Regions from separate parts of the Rattus norvegicus genome. Here region 1 is linked to region 2. A link is a contact called in public Hi-C data. All regions are on one chromosome and are shown on one strand. The core of a region is the stretch at or near the end of the contact, and the rest is flanking DNA. Distances in the headings are between cores, read along the strand shown. Region 1 overlaps Sgms1 (sphingomyelin synthase 1). Region 2 overlaps Sgms1 (sphingomyelin synthase 1).

Evidence for each region. A called contact is a pair of places that touch in the nucleus more often than the background predicts.
Region 1: a Hi-C map of liver shows a contact between it and region 2, with 4 times the contacts expected there. The contact joins two enhancer-like sites. A contact is called at or near these places in 9 of 12 Hi-C or Micro-C datasets (the A7r5 cell line, the Rat2 cell line, frontal cortex and 4 more).

What each region holds. Positions count from the first base shown.
Region 1 is chr1:239,603,499-239,606,789 of GRCr8, forward strand. The region is part of intron 2 of Sgms1 (sphingomyelin synthase 1); the gene reads right to left. Among named protein-coding and RNA genes, the nearest start is that of Sgms1, 68 kb to the right of the region's middle. Within about 2 kb of position 1,608, at least 13 of the 93 cell types and tissues checked have an H3K27ac peak or open chromatin away from gene starts, as enhancers often do. A contact at or near this core is called in liver, where this site is marked.
Region 2 is chr1:239,461,371-239,464,910 of GRCr8, forward strand. All of the region lies in intron 5 of Sgms1 (sphingomyelin synthase 1), which reads right to left. Among named protein-coding and RNA genes, the nearest start is that of Asah2, 110 kb to the left of the region's middle. Within about 2 kb of position 1,886, at least 18 of the 93 cell types and tissues checked have an H3K27ac peak or open chromatin away from gene starts, as enhancers often do. A contact at or near this core is called in liver, where this site is marked.

The DNA.
Region 1 (3,291 bases), core at 358-2,857, 140 kb after region 2:
CATGAAAGGAAAACGAGACAAGAACTCTGGGAAGCAAAGGAGTAGTCACAGCAGCTTGGTAGAAATTCTTATGTATGTGTTCTTCAATTTACATTTGCTCTTGTTATAAGAGAAAAGGCTGAACATGTTAATGAGGATCCTAAACTACATGAAAAATAGCTGTTTAATAAAGCCTGAACACTGACAATCTGCCCCACACTGCACACAGAGTCGGAGTGAATGTGAGCTGTGTAATTCTTAATGCTTGTTTTTCTTTTAAGGCAGGGTTTCTCTCTTTAGCCCTGGCTACCCTGGTGTTCACTCTGTAAACCAGGCTGGCCTCAACCTCAGAGATCAACTCACCTTTGCCTCCAGAATGCTAGGATTAAAAGGTGTGCCCCACGCTACCTGGCCTGTTCCTCCTGCTTATTCAGCCTGAGCCCCAATCCCATGGAATGGTACCTCTTACATTTAGGATGGATCATGCTACCTTAACTTAATAATCTCGAAAGTTCTGCACGGACGTGCAAAGTGGTTTGTTTCTATGGGGACTTTAAATCCAATCGGGTTGGCAACCAAGATTATCAATCACATCATGGTTAAAGTTTAAGGAAGCATGTCCTTATTTCTTCTCAAATGTGAGTGATCAATTATCTGGGAGCATCACAAATGGGCTACAAACTGTTTATAGTAACAAACATGACAGAAGAAAGGTTTTAATTCTATCTGTTATCATGTGGTAGGCCAAACAATGGCCTATTGAATGGGATTTACATCATAATTCCTAAAATCTACTCATGTTTCTTTACCAAGTAAAAAGGGAAGGCAGCAAGCCAAGGGGCTGAAGAGAGGGGCTTTTACAAATGCAATTAGGCTAAAGATATTTTATTGAAGAGTCCCGGTTTGTCCCTAAATACAGTCAAAGGTGTCCTCAACATGTAGGAACCATCCTGATACCAAATACAAGGGAGGTGGTGGGAAGACTGACCTCACAGAGACAAATAAACCAGCCCAAGAAAAGGGATTCTGGCAGTCACCACAAGCTACGAGAAGAAAGAACAGATTCTCCTAGACTCTGCAGAGAGGGAGGGACAGCCCTACTCACACCTTCACTCCAGACCATCAAAGCTGGTACTATACTCCAGGCCGTCAGAATTGTCAGAAAACACACTCATGATGCTTTCATTGCTGAGTCCCTGCATCCCCACGGCCACATGACTTACATTTAGGATCAATACTGCTTTCCATTTTGTGTTTCGAGTCCTAACTCACCTCTGTAACAACTGCCACTGAAGGCAAATGTTGAATAGCTTCTGTATTCAAGGCCCCTTGCGTTTCACAGCTCGTAAAATCTAATGGTCTGCAAGTCAGCAACTGCAACACTCAGTCCAGCTGTGCTAGCCACAGCCACAAAGGAGAAGCCTTTGACAGAAAGTGAAACACACACACAGCAAGAACACACAGAAGTCCCCATTAAATATTCTTCAATGAAGTCAGATTACCCTTGTCCTCAATAAAGTCCCCATTAACCTAGCTTTCTGAGGTTTCACCATCTACTTAAAAGAGTAGCCTAACTGATGACGAAATGCCCTGGAACTGGCCTGGGCCAGCAGGATTTAAGTGTCATTGACTGGTTAACCACATGGCCTTGGTCAAGCTGTTTGCCCTCTGTATGACTCAGGAATCTTATCTGGAAGACAGAACCATGCTTAATGATGTTTACATGCTTGCTCTGTGAACTAAACGTGGAGATTCAGTTCCTCTCATGTATTTGAAATGAATCCGTAGCCAATGAGTGAAAATTGAACACACAGAAATAATTATTTGATGATCACTCCTCCTCAGGAGGCCAGATCTACCTCCACCTCACTCCAAGCCTCATTCTTAGATCTTTGGGTTCACAAACTATAAACATTTAGCTAGCTGCACCCTGACAATGGCCTCAACAGAGAAAGGCGGTGGAATAGCTCCGGGTTATGCCTCTGGAGCACTGCTGTGGTATCTGGGTAAATGATGGGAGTTAGTAGTTCTAAGACATGTGCTCACTGCTGTGTTACCTCCATGGCATTCACTACAAGGTTTAGAGTTCTTGTTCTTGCAGGAACTCTCCTGCATTCATGGTCATCTGGACCGACCGAAGCAAAACACCATGAAAATCCTCTAATTGTGAGCCCCTGAAGCTCCTCCCGCCCGGAAGCCTTTGTCTTCCAGTCAGTCGTGCTCACAGCAGCACACCAAACCATTCTGATGAAGCTCAGTGAATCAGGAGTGCAGTGAGGCAGGACGGGCTCCACAAGTCACCAGTTGCCACCACCTCCAAGCGCCACCTGCTGCCACGTCTGATATCACAGCTTATCCTGCTGATTCTGAAGGTAGAGAGCATCACACCCTAGAGCAAATGTCGGCTCACCATATGACCACACATCTGGACAGACATCACACCTGATTCCTAACAAGGAAGCTTCCGCAGGGTGTGGTGGCACATGCAGATGATGCCCAGGACTTGAGAGATAGAAGATGGAGAATAAAGAATTTAACACCAGCCTGGACTCCATAGCAAAACGGACTTACGACAACACAAGGGCTGGGATGTAACTCAATGATTGATGGAGCAAGTATTTGCCTAATATGTCAAGGCTTTCAATTGAGTGCCTACAAAAGACAGACAGACAGACACAGAGACAGGTAGACAGAGAAACAGTAGCCCCCAGCTTTACTGTCTTAGGCATCAATACCATCTTTCAGCAGAAATAAACACGATTGAAGGAACGGAGCAAGAAAACAATAAGTCTCGATGCTGGCTACATTTAAAAAGAAAAACAGCAGTAATAAGATTCCCTTGCCAGGGACAAATAGATGGAGGCTCGAATAGCCCCGCTCCAGCAAATACACACACTAGACTCTCCTGGTCTACAGAGACCATGGTGAGACACAGCAAAATCCTGAGAGACTCCCAATTCAGAAAAAGAAGCTCAAGCTAATGAAAGGCTTAGCGGTAATGGTTTCTCAGAAGCATTTCCTTTTTATTGTTATTTTTGAAGTACATGTTAAATATCCAAATGCTAATGGACCCACCCTGTAGCTTGGAGGATGAAAAGTCAGAGAGCTGAGAGAGTAGCTTTGCGTGCACGCATGTGCGCGTGCACAGACACACACACACACACACACACACACACACCCTTCCACATCAGTATGCTCACATCTTTTCACTAAAGGCAGAGTTAGAACACAGAATAGTAATGCAGATAAATGGGTCTTGGATACCTCTAGTTAAATAGAAAAACAAAACAATCTTGCAGAATGGGGCCACAA
Region 2 (3,540 bases), core at 636-3,135:
TGACGCTCTCCAGCTTGTGCTGTGATCATTCAGCCTTTACACTGCCCGTGTGCCAATTCTCACCCTGCCCATCATGAGGACACAGGCGCTCACACACCCACCTTTTCCCTAGAAGAGTCTCTCGTGTGATTACTGACTGCAGTCATTTCTGTGTCTTTCTGATTTCCTTCCTCACATTTCTTCCTCAGTAAACTCAGATACACCGCCCCCCCCCAAAAAAAAACAAAAAGAAAAAACACCAACCTTTACAAAAGGTGTGCACCAGAAAGAGAGAAGAGGGAAAAAAAAATAAGCCCAGTTCATTTATATTTTATTTAAAACAAGAACACACGACTAAGTATTTTGAGTCTAGTTACACACTATAAACAATCTAGCCAGTAAACTACACGTTCTTTTGTATAAACACAGAGCTGGCAAGCAAGCAGGTCCGATGGCGATGTGTCAGAAAATCTGATCCAGGCCAGTCTCTCCTTTTACAGCCAATCCCAGCAGGAAGGTCTGCAGTGTTTAACAAAGCTCAGGGAATCCACACCATTTACTAATCTGAAGGTTTCATTCATAAGTACTCCACACTAACACACAGTTTTCAGCTGAGGAGAATAGCAGTTTGCCCAGAAAAGGATTTTACTGTTTGAAGAATGGATGAATACATATGGCGGGTTGTTACTAGTGTTGAGTGAGTCTGAACAGATCTTTCACTACCTCAGGTCCCACCTAAGAGCTACTAGATAAGCCCCGACAAGAACACCAGAATAGCGCACTGCATGCGGGGTTAACCAAAGAACCCCAAGGTTTCTAGGCCCAATAGTGTACTAAACACCTACATTTCAATCACTACGCACCCCAGACCATAAGTAAAGCATGCTCTAGCTAAACAAGGGAGGAATTATATCTTATACAACAAGCAAGTCCTACTTGGAACTAGGACATATGGAAGGAGTCAGTGTGTAAAAAAGCAGGTTAGTCTGTGTCCAGTTTAAATTAAAGCAACAGCCCAACATCATGCAAGGAAGACACAGTACCATCGACCAAAGTCTTTTTTTCTTTTCTTTTCTTTTTTTTTTTCTTTTCTTCTGAGCTGGAGACCGAACCCAGGGCCTTGCGCTTGCTAGGCAAGCACTCTACCACTGAGCTAAATCCCCAACCCTCAAAGTCTTTTTCTTAAGGACTCTGACAGACCTCGGGGAACCTGAGTGTGACAGGGACTTGCTCTACCTGAACATGACCCTAGCATTCACCCAAATCTTTAATAATACTTACGCTTCAGAATTTTTATTTCTTAATTGTGGGAAATATTAAAAACGAGTGAGGATAAATATTCAGAAATGTTCATAGAGGAGAAGGGCATGACAGTGCACACCTATAATCGCAGCACTCAGAAAGCTGAGGCAGGGGGATGGCAAGATGGAAGCTAGCCTGGCTTACAAAATCAATTTCAGGCCAGTGTGGGTACACAGCAAGACCCTGTCTCAAAACCCGACTGCTGTGGTCCAGCAATAAAAGGTGCCTCTTCACTATGGAATACATGTTATTTTAATGAGTGCAGAGTGACTTGTACACAGCAACCTGTCGTGGGGTTCATTTTAAGATGTATTTCCTTATCACAGATTTATACTTACATTTAGATATGTACATGTCCAGAAACATAGATATTCCATGTGGGAAGATGGGTAAGCAATGAGAGAGAACATGAAATCCTACCTTCTTACACATGATTTATGTGTCACAACTAGATATTCTATTCTTTCAAAAAAAAGGACTGGAACACAGAGGGAGAGCAGAGAGAGGGAAAACAGAACAAGAGTTGCCTAAGAATTCAAGTGCAGGGTGATATGTCCCTTTAACTGTGAGTGGCCACCAGGAACAGTGCCAAGGCTGCTGTGGGCTTACCACAACCCATCTTCCTGGAAACTTACATGGCTGGGACACTGGATAAACCCTGTTAATCCAGCAGTCTTGGCAGGGCCTCCAGGAAGCTGGTTAGCAGCTGCCTCCCCAAGACCATAGCAGGCATTTTCACTACCAGGCCAGGGGCAAGCTCCTTCCCTCCGGAGCCCCAAGACCTTCCTAAGTGCCAAAACTCCAGTACTCTTGAGAAAGACACAGCAGGCCACCAAGATCTACCATAGCCCAGACAGACTCTACTGGTCCTGTCCTAGACACGGAGACACGGGTTTCTAGAATACAGATTTAGAACAACAACTACAAAACAAACAAACAAACAAACAAACAAAAAACCTACCATGATGGTTGTAGTGGTGGAGGCCTTTAACCCAGCACTTAAGAGGCAGAGGCAGGTGCTTATCTGTGAGTTGGGGGCCAGCCTGGTGTTCAGAGTTAGTTCCAGGACAGCCAGGGATACACATTGAAACCCTATCTTGAAAAAACCAAACAGAAACAACAAAAACTTTCCCCAGTGCTGTAAAATAGTTACAGACAGCAGCCATGAGCCATAGAAAAGAATCTGACATGGCCTGCCCAATCTGTAGCAGGTCCCTAAAAACCCAGACTGGAAAGACGTCTGATGTTCTTAGTTTGTCTGTGTTACTGAGGCTACTCTAAGGTCATGAGACTCGGTGTAGAAACTTCCATGCTGTCACCTACTTGTCCCCTGCCCCACCTGGACACTATCAGAGGCTGAGCTGGACTGAGGCACGAACGGCTCAGAGACCATTCATTAATGTACCGCCTCCCTGGACCATCAACACTGAGATTTACTTAGTAACATCCTTAGTTATTAGATGCTTTGTTCAGGGTGTTGAGTGTACTGCTCTTCTTATTGAGATGAATCAACATAAAGACAAATATTCAATTGAGAACTTAGGACCTAGATGTTGGGTTGGGGGGAATTGCTCAGCTGGTAAAGTGCCTGTCACACAAGCAGACGGATCTGTGTTTGGATCCTCAGCACCCAGAGTGGAGAGAGGTTACGAGAGACACACGGCACATACACAAACATACATAGTGGGACTAAGTCCTGTGTGTGGTATAGGAGGCACTGACTAGGAACACTGATTGCAGGACCACTTGGGTGGAAAGTGTTCTGAAAACAAGTTAAGGCTGCAGGCGCTGCTGGAGCTTCTCCTCGCCAAAGTGAAATTTCCCGTCTCCTGTGCTTTGGTGAGACGGTGGGCAGACAGCTGGAAGAAGGTCAACTTGGGGCGACTCCGTGAGTTTCTTCCCTTACTATTTTCAGCTCATTTCAGATTAAACTGCTCTTGGCATTAAGGACCTGCTTTTCCTCGTTATCTGAAGAGCTAGCAGCTTTCGTTTTGAGATGATAAATGCTCTACGAAAGGACGGTGTCCATCACCGCTGGGAATTCCTGCAACCACTGCTGCGGTATGCATGCCACGCCCTCCACAGATCCTGTGATTAAGCCCCTGGCCCTTGATTCCTTCAGGGAAGAGGGCCCTTCAGGGGAAGTAGCTACTGGAGAGGAAATTCTTATGTGTTATATCCTGGACCTGGCTCCTTCCCTTTTAAGGTGTCTCTGTACACTGTTACAGAAGTGAGAAAGTCACTACTGCTAGATTATAC